Regions from separate parts of the Mus musculus genome. Here region 1 is linked to region 2. The links are chromatin contacts, called in public promoter capture Hi-C maps. All regions are on one chromosome and are shown on one strand. Each heading gives the region's core, a stretch centred on a gene start, on an enhancer-like site or on the middle of the called end of the contact. The rest is flanking DNA. Distances are from core to core; before and after follow the strand shown. Region 1 holds the start of Tmigd1 (transmembrane and immunoglobulin domain containing 1). Region 2 overlaps Abr (active BCR-related gene).

Evidence for each region. Promoter capture Hi-C pulls out the DNA fragments that hold promoters and counts their contacts.
Region 1: a promoter capture Hi-C map of stem cell-derived epiblast-like cells shows a contact between it and region 2, with 5 times the contacts expected there. The contact joins the promoter of Tmigd1 here to the enhancer-like site in region 2. A contact is called at or near these places in 6 of 39 promoter capture datasets (3T3-L1-derived adipocytes, the C10 cell line, the HPC-7 cell line and 3 more), 5 of 484 Hi-C or Micro-C datasets (B cells, the Ba/F3 cell line, embryonic stem cells and 1 more) and 1 of 9 other capture datasets (adipose tissue).

What each region holds. Positions count from the first base shown.
Region 1 is chr11:76,898,222-76,905,509 of GRCm38.p6, reverse strand. Tmigd1 (transmembrane and immunoglobulin domain containing 1) reads right to left here and starts at 3,351. Exons shown (of 7, transcript NM_025655.3): 1 at 3,294-3,351; 2 at 864-967. The coding sequence starts at 942.
Region 2 is chr11:76,528,134-76,535,036 of GRCm38.p6, reverse strand. The region is part of intron 1 of Abr (active BCR-related gene); the gene reads left to right. Among named protein-coding and RNA genes, the nearest start is that of Abr, 40 kb to the left of the region's middle. Within about 2 kb of position 3,551, at least 90 of the 459 cell types and tissues checked have an H3K27ac peak or open chromatin away from gene starts, as enhancers often do. A contact at or near this core is called in embryonic stem cells and stem cell-derived epiblast-like cells, where this site is marked.

The DNA of each region.
Region 1 (7,288 bases), core at 2,102-4,601, 370 kb before region 2:
AGATGCATCAATATAGTTTTTAATATGACAGTAAGTGTGACAGTGCCTGCAAACATACACACACACACATTCTAGGGCCAGAGGAGGGCATCAGGTGTCCTCCCCTGTTCTTTGTGTATTATAGCCTTGAGCAGAGTCTCACACTGAACCAGAAGCTTTCTATCTAAGCTCTGCTGGCCAGTAAGCTCAGGCTCCACCAGTCTCCACACCCCAGTGCTGGGGCCACAAGTACACGTAGCCATGCCCAGCCTTTACAATGCACGATGAAAATGCTAATTCTCATTCTTGCAGAGCAAGCATCCTTACAACCCAGTCAGTTCCCCTGCTTCCTTTCCTGCGGTTTCAGATCGAACCCGGAGCCTTTAAGCTGATGAAGCATTGGCTCTACTAACAAGCCACACCTTCAGTCTTCTGCCTAATTTGTTTTTTGGTTTTCTTTCTTTCTTTTTTTTTTAATCATGAAGAAGCGTTTTAAAACCTGAGAGAGGAGAGAAGCTACTTTGATGCAGGGATACAGATAAAAATGTGGATAATATTTTCCTGTAAGTGACATGTTCAAATACACAGAAGATTATCTCACTTGAAATTGGTACTAAAATACATTTAAAAGTGTGAAAAGTCTGATACAGTCTCAGAAGAACGGCACACTCCATCCTGTCTTATATAAATCAGAGCCATAAACAGGTTCCCCCCCCCCACTGTTTAAAATGTTTTCTGACTCTTGTAACCTGAATCATTTGTTGTACTGGGTAGCTATTCCAAACTCTAACTTAAAGTTGTTTCCAACATCTATAGATCATTATTTTAATTTACTTATTTAATTTTTTTAATCTAAAAAGAGGTCACAGACAATATTAACTTACTTGTTCTCCCCTGTGGCAAAGATAAAACCACTAAGAGAAGCTGGCATGCTTGCAGTGGCCCGGTGATCTTCCACACCATCTTTAATGAATGCAGGTTGGACCTTCTGGAGGCAAAGAATGCAGTTGTTTCTGTACTTTGCTCTACAATGAGCTTATGAACTTTCTTCCTATTAGGCATCTAAAATAAAGTCCCAAGTGAGTCACCCCAGTTATAACGGTACACTCCTAGTTTTTAATTAAACAAGTCTCAATAAATTCTTTTAGTTTTAACTTTTTTATGGCAATGAAAAAAAAACTATAATGATATAGACATAGATATCAGAGGGGGAAAAAAACTTCCCTAGTGGGGAGAAATGTGTCACTTTGACAGAAAGACAAATGAATTTTCCATTCTCAGGTGGCCCTAACTGAGCAAAGTCATTCTTTGTTGAGAGTCTCTCTCGGGTCATATTTGGAAAGCTGTTCTCCAATCAGAGAATTCTTTTAAAATGCTTATCTTATGTGTTTGGGTATCTCACTAGCATGTATGTCTGTGTACCACTTGTGAACCTGGTACCCAAGGAAACAAGAACAAAATATTGGATCCCCTGGAACTGGAATTGCATATGGTTGTTCGCTGCAGTGTAGGTGCTGAGATTTAAACCCAGATCCTCTGCAATAGCAGCAAGTGCTTCTGAGCACTACAACATCTCTCTAGGCCATCATGGACAGTCCTTGAAATTACTGCAGTTTCAATCGTGCCCACTCGCTGCAGACATGGAGACTATCAAGAACAAATAAACAAGGTCTCCTTGTTTCCTTCTGCACACTCCTGCCTCATCCTCCTAAGATATTCCAGGTATGTCTGGAGAAAGCATGCATACATTATTTCCCTTACAGATAGCTCTACTGTGCCTCAAGTGTGAAGAGTCCTGGTTTGATGCTCAGAACTGCAGACAGATAAAGAGGAGTGCTGCTACTACTACCACTACTACTACCACTACTACTACTACTACTACTACTACTACTACTACTACTACTACTACATATATAACAGAAACATGTATTGAATAACTTCTAGACACAATAATAAACTTCATAGATATTTATTCAATCACAACTAAGCCTGACAATCATATTTCTGTTTTCTTTCAGACAGAGTCTTTCTCCAGAGCCCTATCGAGCTACACAGGAATTTACGACACTCCTGGCTCCTAAGCACCAGGATTAGTAATGTGCACTACCATGCTCCATAACAATTAACCTCTTGACCCAAGAATGCAATTTTCCCAGAACATTTGCACAAAACCAGCAAATGTTAGGGTCAGGATTCCAACCCGAGACTGCCAAGGCCACACTCACAACTGTCCTTCTGACTAAAGTAATATTCATTCCCTTCAAAAGATGCTCTGAGCCTCTTCTAGTCCCTGGTCCTTCCGTTTGCACTAATAACTTGGTATTTTGTCCTTTATCATGAATATTAGCTGTATCATGAATATAAGCAGGAAATATACATCTGACTAATTCGAGGCACCTCTACTCCTCCCTTGCTCTAGGCTTGTCTTGACAGGACCAAGGGTGCTTCCTACCAGGGAGGCCTCTACCAATATTTTAATAAGATGCGATTACTAGTAGCCAGAGCATTTTGTAATTGAAATTTTCTTGTCCAAAATATTGCTATGACTCTATTATAAGAGCGAGGACCTCAGGACCAGTGAGATGGCTCAGAGGTAAAAGTGCTTGTTAGTGTAAGCCTGATAACCTGAGTTTGACCCCCAGATGCCATGTAAGAGAGAACAAACTCTTAAAGTTGTCCTCTGACCTCCACGTGTGTGCTGTGGCATGTGTAACCCCAATATCCCCCCCACCCCCCACGCACACACTGTGAAAAAGTGATGGTTTCAGAACCCGATCATGCATGGAATTTTCTTAGTAGATGGGAGAGAGAGCACTGCTGCAGCATGTAGGAGGTTCTGGGTTCAATCCCCAGCAACACAAGGATACATGGAGGTTTAGAAAGGAGAGCCCTCCAAGAATGATAAAACCGTAACTTTTCTCAAGTATAGTCTAATATAGGGCCTGAATAAAAACTCAAGAGTGCCTGGGCTGTGGTGGTGCACACCTTCAATCCCAGCACTCCGGAGGCAGGAGCAGGTGGATCTTTGTGAATTCCAGGCCAGCCTGGTCTACAGAGTGAGTTCCAGGCCAGTCAGGAACTTCAGAACTACACAGAGAAACCCTGTTTCAAAAAAACCAAACTAAAGAAAACAAAACAACAACAACAACAACAACAAAATCAACCAAACAAACCATTAAAACAAACAAACAAAACAAAACAAAAAACTGGAGAGTTTGAGGCTGTACACTACCCTGAGAAGGGGAAGAACCAATGGTCTCTTGCTTTCTAAGACGCCAAAGTTTCCAAATAAAGTCCCTTGTCTAGCCACTTACCTGCTGAGCTCCCAGCAGCTGACTTCCTCACCTAGCTCTTCCTCTGCCCAGGAGCCCTGAATTATGTCCCCGACATGATCCTTTATAATACTTGAATTTGAACACTTTATGACAGTAGGGTCAAGTAACTGAGATAAATTGGGTTCAAAGTCTGTTTCCCTTTCTGGATTCTTAGAGAAGACAGTAATTGTGAAGCACATCTTCACAAGGTCTAAGCCTTTCTGTACCCAGGTTACTAGGAGGGGCCGGATATTACTAACACGGGTGTATTGTTCCAGGGAAGCCTGAACTTGTGCAAAAATCCAGAGCACATCTCACCCAACACTGCCTGACAGCTGTGACAGGACAAGTCCGGGGAGAGGCTTGACTTTCACAATCAGTGACAACTGAAGATTTTGCATAACTTAATTATTGAAAGATTTTTACCACCAGTCACCCGAGCCCAGTGCTGAAGCTATGCCAAGCAACAAGAGGAAGTTTTAGCTCCTTGAGGCTCTGACTTCATTGGGAAACCAGAACAGGACACTTCAACTAAAATTATTTTATTGGTAAAAATACTTAAGTTACTCAACGGGTAAAGCCCACACAAAACCCTAATGAGGCAGCTGAAATCCCAGCACTCCTACAGTGAGATGGGAGGCTGAGATGGGGATGGAGAAATTAGAATCCCCAGAAGGCCACTTGCCATACTAGATATATGTCAATCAGAGTAGAAGATGAAGACCAACACAAAATGTTGTCTTCTGACTTCCACATGGGCATGGGTGTGCCCATGTGTGTGCACACACACTCTTGCATGCACGCACCACCTAACATACTTTATGTTAGTGTTACTAATGAACATTTTATGTGTCAAGAACTATTGTTTCCATTCATCAAAAAATATGACATTTATGATCGTCTAGACTTTACCTCCATATTTTTTTGTTGCTGGAGATCAAACCCAGAGTTTTATATATGCTAAGCAAGCACTGTACCACTGAGGTACATCCCGAGCTTTCTCCATTTTTGTTTGGTGGGTTTATTTTTTTAAAGGAAGGTCTCCTATAGCTTAAACTGGCTTTGAACTCGCTGTGTAGCCAAGGCTAGTTATTACTCCTGATCCTCCTGCCTTCACTCCCAAGTGTTAGGATTACAGGTGTGTGCCATCATACTTGGCACTGTCCATAGCTTTGAGCACATTGGGTAACCACACCAGAGATCTATTTCTTTCTGTTTATGTGACTTTGAAAGTTATCTAACCCCTAGGAGCCTTTGGTTCTTCAGGAACACAATAGCAATAATAACAGTGCCCTCCCCACAGAGTCACTGTGAGGATTGAGTGAAATGGAGCATGCTAAGCTGCTGTACAGTAGGCGCTTCATAAGCCATAATTATTACTGTTATGAAGATAGGCTGGTCTAGCACTATTCATGCAAGGATCATCATTAAGAGAGGCTGCTGTTAGTCAACAGGTGCAATACACCCACCCCAAGCAGGCTTGGGGTTTACTTCTCAGTGGTACAAGAGCCGTATGTCTTCTATCATTTAAAAATGAGTTTATCAGGATTGGAGAAGTGGCTCATCGGCTAAGAGTGCTTGCTATTCTTGCAGAGTATCAGAGATTGGTTTCCAGCATCCATGACAGGCAGATCACACTGCCCAGGACCACCAGCTCCAAGGGATCGGATGCCCTCTTCTGGCCTCCACAGGTACCTGCACACACCCACAGAGAGACACAAATAACTTTCAAGAATGAATTTTGAAAAGGACTGATTCAGCCTTTGGATCTGGGTCCCTTCAAAGTAGATCTTAAGATAAATCTTTGAGTGCAAGTAGTTCATCTCACAGCCATCTCAGGAAGAGGGGATCAAGGAGGGAAATTACCAAAGGGTGTGCTAGTGAGCAAGTTACTTCTAATGTGACTCCTGGGATGAGTTCTTTGCAATACTCAGTCAGTTCGGGCAAGGCAAGAAGCTTGAGCAATTAGGCAACAGTCCAGTGTCTTTCCACCTTTGGCTGAGTGCCAATAACACCACAGCACTTCCAGTAGAGACACACAGGAAGCTGCTTGCTTTCTGGAAACAGTGGGTAAATCCTATGTAGGCCATGAGGATATGGGTAGGGCACTGATAGCAATTTCTATACCTAGGTATTAGATGATATTAGGAAACAATGTGGAAGAGTGTCCCAATTCTCAAGAGATGCCTTCAAACTAAATGTAAGGGTTAAGTGTCACGATGATTACAACCAACTTTCAAATGAGTCAGCAAAAAAAAAAAAAAAAAAAAAAAAAAAAAAAAAAAAAAAAAAAAAACCAGGGCTGAGGTGCAATCTCCAGCAACACAAAAGACAAACCAACAGACAGAATAAACATAGTAAATGTTAGCTGATGTCTACTGCATACAGCTAAGGGCTATAGAGATCTTCACTGGCTATCCTTTCAACTTCTGTGTATGTTTGAATACTGAAATGTTGACATAGTGTATTAAGCAGGTATTTATTAAATATCGATTGTGTACTAAGTGTTTGGAATGCCAGTTCCATCCAAACCAATTATGATGGCTCTGTCCTGAATTAGGGAAAGGTGCCTTCTGAGTCTCTGTGTAAAACTGTTGAAGTAACTCAACAAACCTCAGGCTTCGCAACATTCAGTGGGTACCCTGGGGGATGCTCAGAGGAGCAAGACAGCTCCCATGGTGGGAGTTAAAAGTATGGAGTCTTACTTTTAACTTTAACCCAACTGCAAAGTGGAAATGACTCTAGTCAGTCTAGAAAAACCTAATAAGGAAGCCTGTGAGCCCCATGGAGGGCCTTTGGGTAATGAGAAAGGATTTCCAACAAGAATATGGTTGCATGGTGGTCCCCCATTTGGAAATGATGTGATTGCCCAAAGTCATATAAATTACTGAAACAGTCCCCTCTCCTGGAACTGAGGAATAAAGAAAATAATTTTCCCACTAGCAGTTAAGTCCAGCAGTTAACCTAAGCCTTAGGACTATGGCTGTCTAGATATTAGTAGAGTTCAGGGCTTGGGTAGGGGCAAGTAGCAGGATACATTTTTTTTTTTTTTGCATGCCTGGGACCCTGGATTTCATCACAAGAACAACAACAAAAAAATTGTTACTCCACAACTTTCACATGTAGCTTGGGCCCAGGAGAGGGGTAGCCTTAGTTTGTAAGTTCTCAGAATAGTGACCCATCTGCTCTACATTCCCAAGACCCAAGCCTTTCTGGAAAGGTACCAGAGAAGGAGTCAAGGACCAGGAAGTTGTGGCTTTCTGATTAAGACAAGTAGGAGATTTATGGGGTTGGAGTGGGCAGAAGTGTGGCTTATAGGCACTAAAGCATGAACTTAGCACGTATACACACATCGCACTCACATGAACAAATACATCACACCCCCACTCACACATGCACACTCACATACACACACACTCAGGAACATATCTAGGTACCGTTCCTTCATCAGCTCTGAAGAGACTCTGGAGTCTTAATAAGCCTCTCAGGTGGCTGTGCTATAGCGACTCAGTAGCTTTCGAATCTCGAGAGCTATGGACTATGGAACTAGGTCTGGATCACAGAGACGAAGTAAAATCCCTTATCAAAGGGAAGGATCTAGCACTGCAAGTCAGTCACGCAAGAGGCATGAGCTGAAGAAAGGAAGAGACAGCAGGACATTCAATTCAGCACAAATTAGAGATGCTTGTTAGGTGCCCAGCCCAGGAAGGGACTATGTACCTTGGGCTGAACTGTTTGTATACAACAACAGGGTCACAAACTAGGAGGGCTGCCCAAACAAGTCACTGAGAATACAACTGGAGGTTATAGAATGAAAGAAAAGGGAGGACTCCGGCTGTCACACCCTAGTGATCTCAGAGCAGCTTTTGGACCACTGCAGGCCCCCACAGGGTCAATTCTTCCTCCCAGAATCCACCAGTGCCCTCTAAACTGCTTTAGGTGATTCACAGATGTGATGTACACCTAAGATTCCAGCTATTCGAGACTGAGGCAGG
Region 2 (6,903 bases), core at 2,302-4,801:
TGACTTGTAAGCATGCCTGGCATTTTCTTGATTGATGATAGGTGAGGGACAGCCCAGTCCAATGTGGGCAGTGCAGCCCCTGGGTTGGTGGTCCTGGGAGGTATAAGAGAGGAAGCTGAACTTGAGAGTCTGGAAGCAAGCCAGTGAGCAGCTTTTCTCTACGGCCCCTGTCCTCGATTCTCCTTCAGTTCTGCCCGTTTGGAGCAAGGGATAAATGCATTTGGTATCTGCCCATCACAAGAACAGGGATTGAGATTTCCTCTCACAGTGATGTCCCTGTCACCTAGCACAACCCTGCCACACAGTGCACACTGGACATCTGTTGGTGGAACGCAGGGCCCTTCCTCTTTTTGGAGAAATACTTCTTAGTTTGCCCATTTTTCACTTGGGTTAGGTGTCTTTCATTGTTGAGTTGTGAAATTTCTCCAGATGTTCCAGATTCAAGTTTCTTGCCTTGAGGTTGGTTTCATTCTGTGGATAATATTTTCGCTTTCTTGATGGTGTCCTTAGAAGTAGAAAAAAATTTTCAATTTTGATGACATACAGTTCTATATTTTCTTTTACTGCTTTTTTGTCTTAGTTACTTTTCGGCAACTTATAAAATACAGCATTCAGCTGGAAGCTTGCTTACAGGGTCAGAGCACTGAAGCCATGCAGGCAGGAAGGCAGGAGGGCAGCAGGCAGGTAGACAGACAGGCAGTAGGCAGGCAGACAGACAGGCAGCAGGCAAGCAGCAGGCACTGGAGCCATAGCTGAGAGCTCACATATCAAGACTCAACTGTGAGAAAGTGAGCAATCAAGAACTGGAAACTGATTAGGCTTTTAAAACTTCAGAGTCCATCCCCAGTAAGATATGTCTTCCAGCAAGGCCACACCTTCTAATCCTTCCTAAATAGTCCACCAATTAGGAACTAAACATTCAAATATATTAGCCTATGGGGACCATTCTCATCAAACTACCACACTTTTGATACTGTTTTTTTGTTTGTTTTTGTTTTTAGATTTATTTATTTTTAATTATATATAAGTACACTGTAGCTGTCTTCAGACACTCCAGAAGAGGGAATCAGATCTCATTACGGATGGTTGTGAACCACCATGTGGTTGCTGGGATTTGAACTTCGGACCTTCGGAAGAGCAGTCGGGTGCTCTTACCCACTGAGCCATCTCACCAGCCCTTGATACTGTTATCTAAGAATCCTTTGTCCAATCTAAGGTCGTGAAGAACCACTGCTATATTTTCATCTAAGTATTTCATAGCTGCAGCTTTTACCTTTAATTCATGCACTTACGGGTATGACTGTTTTTGTTTGTTTTTTTGCGTGTATGTCTGTGTACCACACACGTGCCTAGAGGCCAGAAGAGGGCATCAGCTCCCCAGAACTGGAGTTGCAGATGGTGTGAGTTACTCTGTGGGTGCTGGGAATCACACTGAAGTCCTCTGGAAGGGTAACCGGTGTCTTAACTGCTGAGCCATCTCCCAGCCTTCTTCAGTTCAGCCTTTTCCCTCCCCCCCCCCAGGTTTTCAAAACAGGGTTTCTTTGTGTAGACTTGGTTGCCCTGGAACTTGCTCTGGAGACCATACTAGCCTCAAACTCACAGAGATCCCCCTGCCTCTGCCTCCTGAGTTAATTCATCTTTAATTTTAAGTGCTTTTGTTTTGATTTGTAGAGACAGGTTCTTACTATGTGGTGTAGGCTAGCCTCAAATTCCTGCCTGAGCCCACTCAGTGGTAGGATCACAGATTTGAGCCACTATACCTAACTCAGTTAATAGTGTTGTTTTGTTTTCCCAGGGTCTTACTGTGTATCCATGGCTGGTCTGGAATTCACTGTGTAGATTGGGCTGGCCTTAAATTAACAGATAGCTGTTTGCCTCTACTTCTCCTGAGAGCTAGGGTTAATGGCATGTACTGTCATGCACAGTCAAGCAAGAGCTTTTGGTATGCCTTACCAATGAGCCACCTCTCCAGCTTCGAATTAAATTTTAAAAATTATTATCAGTGTGTGTGTGTGTGTGTGTGTTCGCATGCTTGGGCACACGTATGCTATGCTTTGTTTGGAGATCAGAGGACAACTTTAGGGTTCTCTCCTTCTGATTTTACAGGGGCCCCAGGTCTTGAACTTGTGTTACCAGGCTTGTATGGCAAGTTCTTTTATTGCCTAAGCCACCTGAGTTAACTTCCTAAATGAGTTCCATTTCACTGTTTTATGTTTGGTAATCCCGTTGTGCTGGTGCCATTTGTTGAAAAGTCTGTTCTTTCCCTATAGAGTAGCATTGGCATCCTTGTCAGGATTCAAATGATGGGAGGCAGTGCTTTCCCCAAATGTACGATGTCCTGGGCTTAATCCCTGTACCAGAAAACAATACAAAAAATCAGTTGGCTACCTGTAGTGCCCCTTTGGGAGACTAAGGCAGAGCAGGTTAGATTTGAGCCCATTTAGGCTACAGAAAGAGACTGAAAAGCAAAAGCAAAAAAAAAAAAAAAAAGTCCTTGATCATAGCTATATAGGATTATTTCCGGACTCTTCAGCTCTGCCCTGAAGATGTTTATTGGAAGCCGCTGCCAGCAGTTTTCCACTTCTCTGTAGTCTTGGAAGCTCCCGCAGGACACAGGACGAGTTACTGGGCATCCCATGGTGAACGCTTTTCCCAAGAGGCTCTCCCAGCTAATCATTTCCCGTATCTGTCAGGGTGGCCAGGGAGGTGGCAGTGAGGTGCCCCAGTGCAGGCCTCTGCCAGGGTGCAGGTCCCAGAGCAGGGCCTGTTGGTGTGAATCTCAGCTACTGATTGGGTGGGTGCCCTGAGTGCCCTGGGTAGGAGAGCTCCAAGGACCAGGTGGGAAAGAGAGCCAGCCAGCTGGAGGGAGGCGTTCCTGGCACTACAGGCATTTGCACTGACGGTGGCCTGCACGGGAGGGCGAATCCTGCATCCATGGGTAGGCACTCGGAGGCTGGGGGGACTCTAGCCTTGCCAGCTCTCCTGAAAACATGGGCTCTTTGCCTGTGGCCTTTGGGGGTGGTGAGGACTGGGTGAGTTGACCCTTTACGTTTCCTAGTTCTTCTTTCCTGAAGTTGGTGGCATTGGTGAGCCAATGGGTTGGGTTGGGTGGGTCTTGGCAGGTATATCCTAAATGTAGAGCGAGTAGAACTCCCAGGGAAGCTGGGAGACCCTCAGAGTGGGGCTGAAAGTTTGGAGGCATTATGGGAACATGTCAGCTTGCAAGAGAGGGCTGAGATTATGGGGACCATGCAGCTGATACAGAGTGTATGAAGCTATGTGTGTCCCTTTCTGATTTGTTTGTTTGTTTGTTTGTTTTTTGTTGGTTTGTTTTGCTGTCTTGGAGACAGAACACAGGACTGGGTACATGCTTAACAAATGCTCTACTCCAGAGCCACACCCCCAACCCTGCACCTGTTGACTTCTGAAGAGTTGGGCTGCCCGTGAGTTCAGAGGAGGGGTGGGCTGCAGGGTGCAGAGTCAGCGGATGAGAAAGGAGTCTTAGGAGAGTAGAGTGTACTTTGGCACAGTGTGACTTCCCTGATCTTCCACAGGTGGCATCCATTGCAGTGACACTGTTCGTTAGGGATGTGGGAAGAGAAGCCTTTGCTCACTTCATGGTCTTGGTCCTTTGGATTCAGCTCTTGAACGAATGGGGGAGCAGAGTGTCTGTCAGCTGCACCCCTCTCTCCTCCTTCCTCATTTGTTCTTACCCCCCCCCCAGCCCCCCGCCCACCCCTGAGTGAGAACAGAGCTGTGTGAGTGAGTCTGAGCCGCTCACTGGCTGAGAATTGCATCAGCCTGGCCTGGCAGGCTGGAGCTGGAGCCTGTTGCTATGGTGACTACCAGGCTACAAAACAGAGAGAAGGATGAAGTAGTGGAGGGTGTGTTTTTCTTCACCTTGTGGTGTTGCAGTGTGATAGGCACCCAGTTCTGGTGGGTCTACATTCCCATCACTCCGTGGAGGTGTCATCTGCTTCAGCAGGCAGGATGGGGCTGAGCCAGAAGCTGGTGGGCATCAGGTGTGTTTAACTAAAGGACACAAGTGGCCCCTGCATTGGCTCCTCTGCCTAGTTCTGGGGTTGGGGTGAAACTGGAATTTGACTAAGTGAGCTAGAATTCGGAGACAGAGAAAGGTCAGGGTATCCTCTCATCTCCCAGAGCTCCAAATCTGAGATGATAAACCTGCTTGGGCTGCCTTCTGCAGGTTTTCCTCCCTCCCCCCTAACAGAACACATCATCTGGCTGAATATAACAGACCTGGGCAGGCAGTCAGATCTGTCTCTCATCTTTGTCATCAGTGGGAAAGGAGACGAAATTCTGTTCTAACACACTGAGCACCCGTCAGGTGTCAGCATCACAGTAGAGCCGCCTCAGTTTTCTGACTTAGCCTATGCTCTGATCTGGCAAGAAAATGCTGCCCCTACATAGCAAAGCGGCAAAGAGCGTAAGGAAGAGCTTATTAACACCTTGCCCAGAGGGCGACATCACAGCTCTGCTTCTCTGTCTTGTGCTTTTCTGGATTCCAGAGACCTCTCCAAGTCACAAACCCTTAAAATGGCCAGGGAAGAAACAGTCATCCCTAAGTAGAACGTCTCAGCAGTGTCTCTGCGGGAAATATTCTCAGGTCTGTCTGGGGTGTGACACACGCAGCTGCTGTGATCTCCGGACAGGAGTGATGATCTTGTGGCCTGCCGCCATGGTGCAGCCCGGAGGCAGAGGAGACCCTGTCAGGGTGGAACATTAACATATGCTTGGCACATCCGCAGACCCTCAGGTCCCTTTGCAGATAAGGACCAGTTGTCCGATAAATTCTCAGAAGTGATTAGGGGTGAGTAAAATGTCTGGATCTGAGGGTCTGGGCCTGTTGAGAGCTCAGAAATCGGGTCTACCTAAGGGAGCTTTTCAGTCATAGCTGAAATTCACTCAGAATGTGCTGACTCATCTCTCCTCACCAAAACCCTTTGCATTTGGCTGCTATTATTATCCCATTTTGAAGGCAAAATAGAGGCACAGAAAGGTTACGGTGACTTGCCAAGGTCACACAGCTGATAGGAGGTGGAGGCTGGGATTCAAGCCAGGCAGTCTAGTTCCAGAGCTTGAGTTCTTCTTACCAAATGTTCTGCTGACTCTTCCCTTCCAGAAGGATGACTGTGAGTCAGCTCATGTGACCTCCCCCAACCCAGGAGAGGCAGAGGGAAGGAGTGAGCACACGTTAACCTACCAGTTCTGGAGGGACAGCTGGGGACAGTGCTGTGAGCTGTGCGTGTTGGTGGCTGTACTTTGTGCTTTTGCAGGAGTGTGGGGTTAGGGAAGCTACTGTCTGTGCACTTCCCACCCCTCCTCTTTTCCCTCCTTGAGTGGTTGTTTCCTGGTGGGGGTGGGCTTGCATGGACCACATGCCTATGCAGCTTGCCTAAGTCTGTGGAAGGGCCCTGGGCTCTCAGGAAGGAGTCCAGATCTGGGGCTGAGGATGAGTGGCAGCCACAGAGGGAGCGGGCTGTCAGATCGGGGAGCACAGCTACCATGTGTGAGGTCTGTCCTGTTGTGCCTCTGTTATAGTTGGCAGTGTATGCGCTACCCACACAGCATGTAGCTGGCCTTCTTAGGCTCTTTCCCAAGGCCAAGACAGTAAGAAATCAGAACAATAACTTCAGTGCTGATAATAACAGCCAGCACCATCACTTGTTTACATGCCAGGTTTTACCTAAACTCACTCTCTTGGCGGCCACAAGAGCTCTATGAGAGCCTGCGTGCTGCTCTTCCCTTATTTTATAAACACAGAGGTTAAGCAGTTTGCCCAAGTCACACAGCTAATGATGAATTCAGGAAGCCTGGGAGTCTGGGCACTGTAGGCCTCCTCTGGCCTTCCATTCAGAATCCCACCTTCACTTTTTTTTTTTCTCCTGAGAGACTGGGATGTATCATTTACCTGCCCATCTGTCCCGAGTGTGAAATGTGATTTTCATTATCAGCCAGGCCGAAGTTTGTGTGCAAACAGTGTCTGCCATTGTCTTCATATCCAGGCACGGAGGGGACAGTTCTAGCTCTATTTGGAACAGAGCTAGCTGACCCTGTAACCCAACTGATCTCCCTAGAGCAAGGCAGGCCCACTAGCCTGGAGGCCTGGTGTCCATTGTCTCTTGGCCTCTCGTATCCAGCCTGTTCTCTGCAGCTATCCTTGCTGTGGCAGCCAAGCAGAGACATCTGACTCCTCATGTCTGGCCTTGTGGTTGGTTCCTGATGGAGGCTGCTATTCTCTGGTGATGAGGCTGGGATATCTTACTGCCAGGTGAAAGGATAAGCCTCTCCAGGCTGAGTGGGGACTTAGGTGCTTATAATAGAGGTGAGGCTTGGGGCTGGAGAGATGGCTCAGTGGTTAAGAGCACTGACTGCTCTTCCAGAGGTCCTGAGTTCAATTCCCAGCAACCACATGGTGGCTCACAACCATCTGTAATGAGATCTGATGCCCTCTTCTGGTGTGCGTCTGAAGACAGCTACACTGTACTCATATAAATAAATAAATAAATTAGAGAGAGCGAGAAAGAGAGCGAGAGAGAGGGAGGTAAGGCTCCTCACCAGGGCAACTGATGTCATGGGGAAGTCCTCTTCCTTGCCATGACCCCTGGACCGTTCACCATCCTCCCAGAGACACTGCCCACTGACATCATTCTGTGGAGATAGACTGAGCTCTGGAGTGGGAGCCTAGGTGCTGCCTGATGGGAGAGGAAACACTGGAATTAGACCCCACAAATGCCTGGTAGCTCTGCTTAGAACTGAGCCAGGATGTCTTGTGCCAGGATGTTGATCACAAAGCAGGATGCAGTCAGCTAATCAAACCTACCTTTGCAACTGGAGAGGGACACCAGGGTCTGTATCAGCCACCTTGCTCTGGTACCTCTT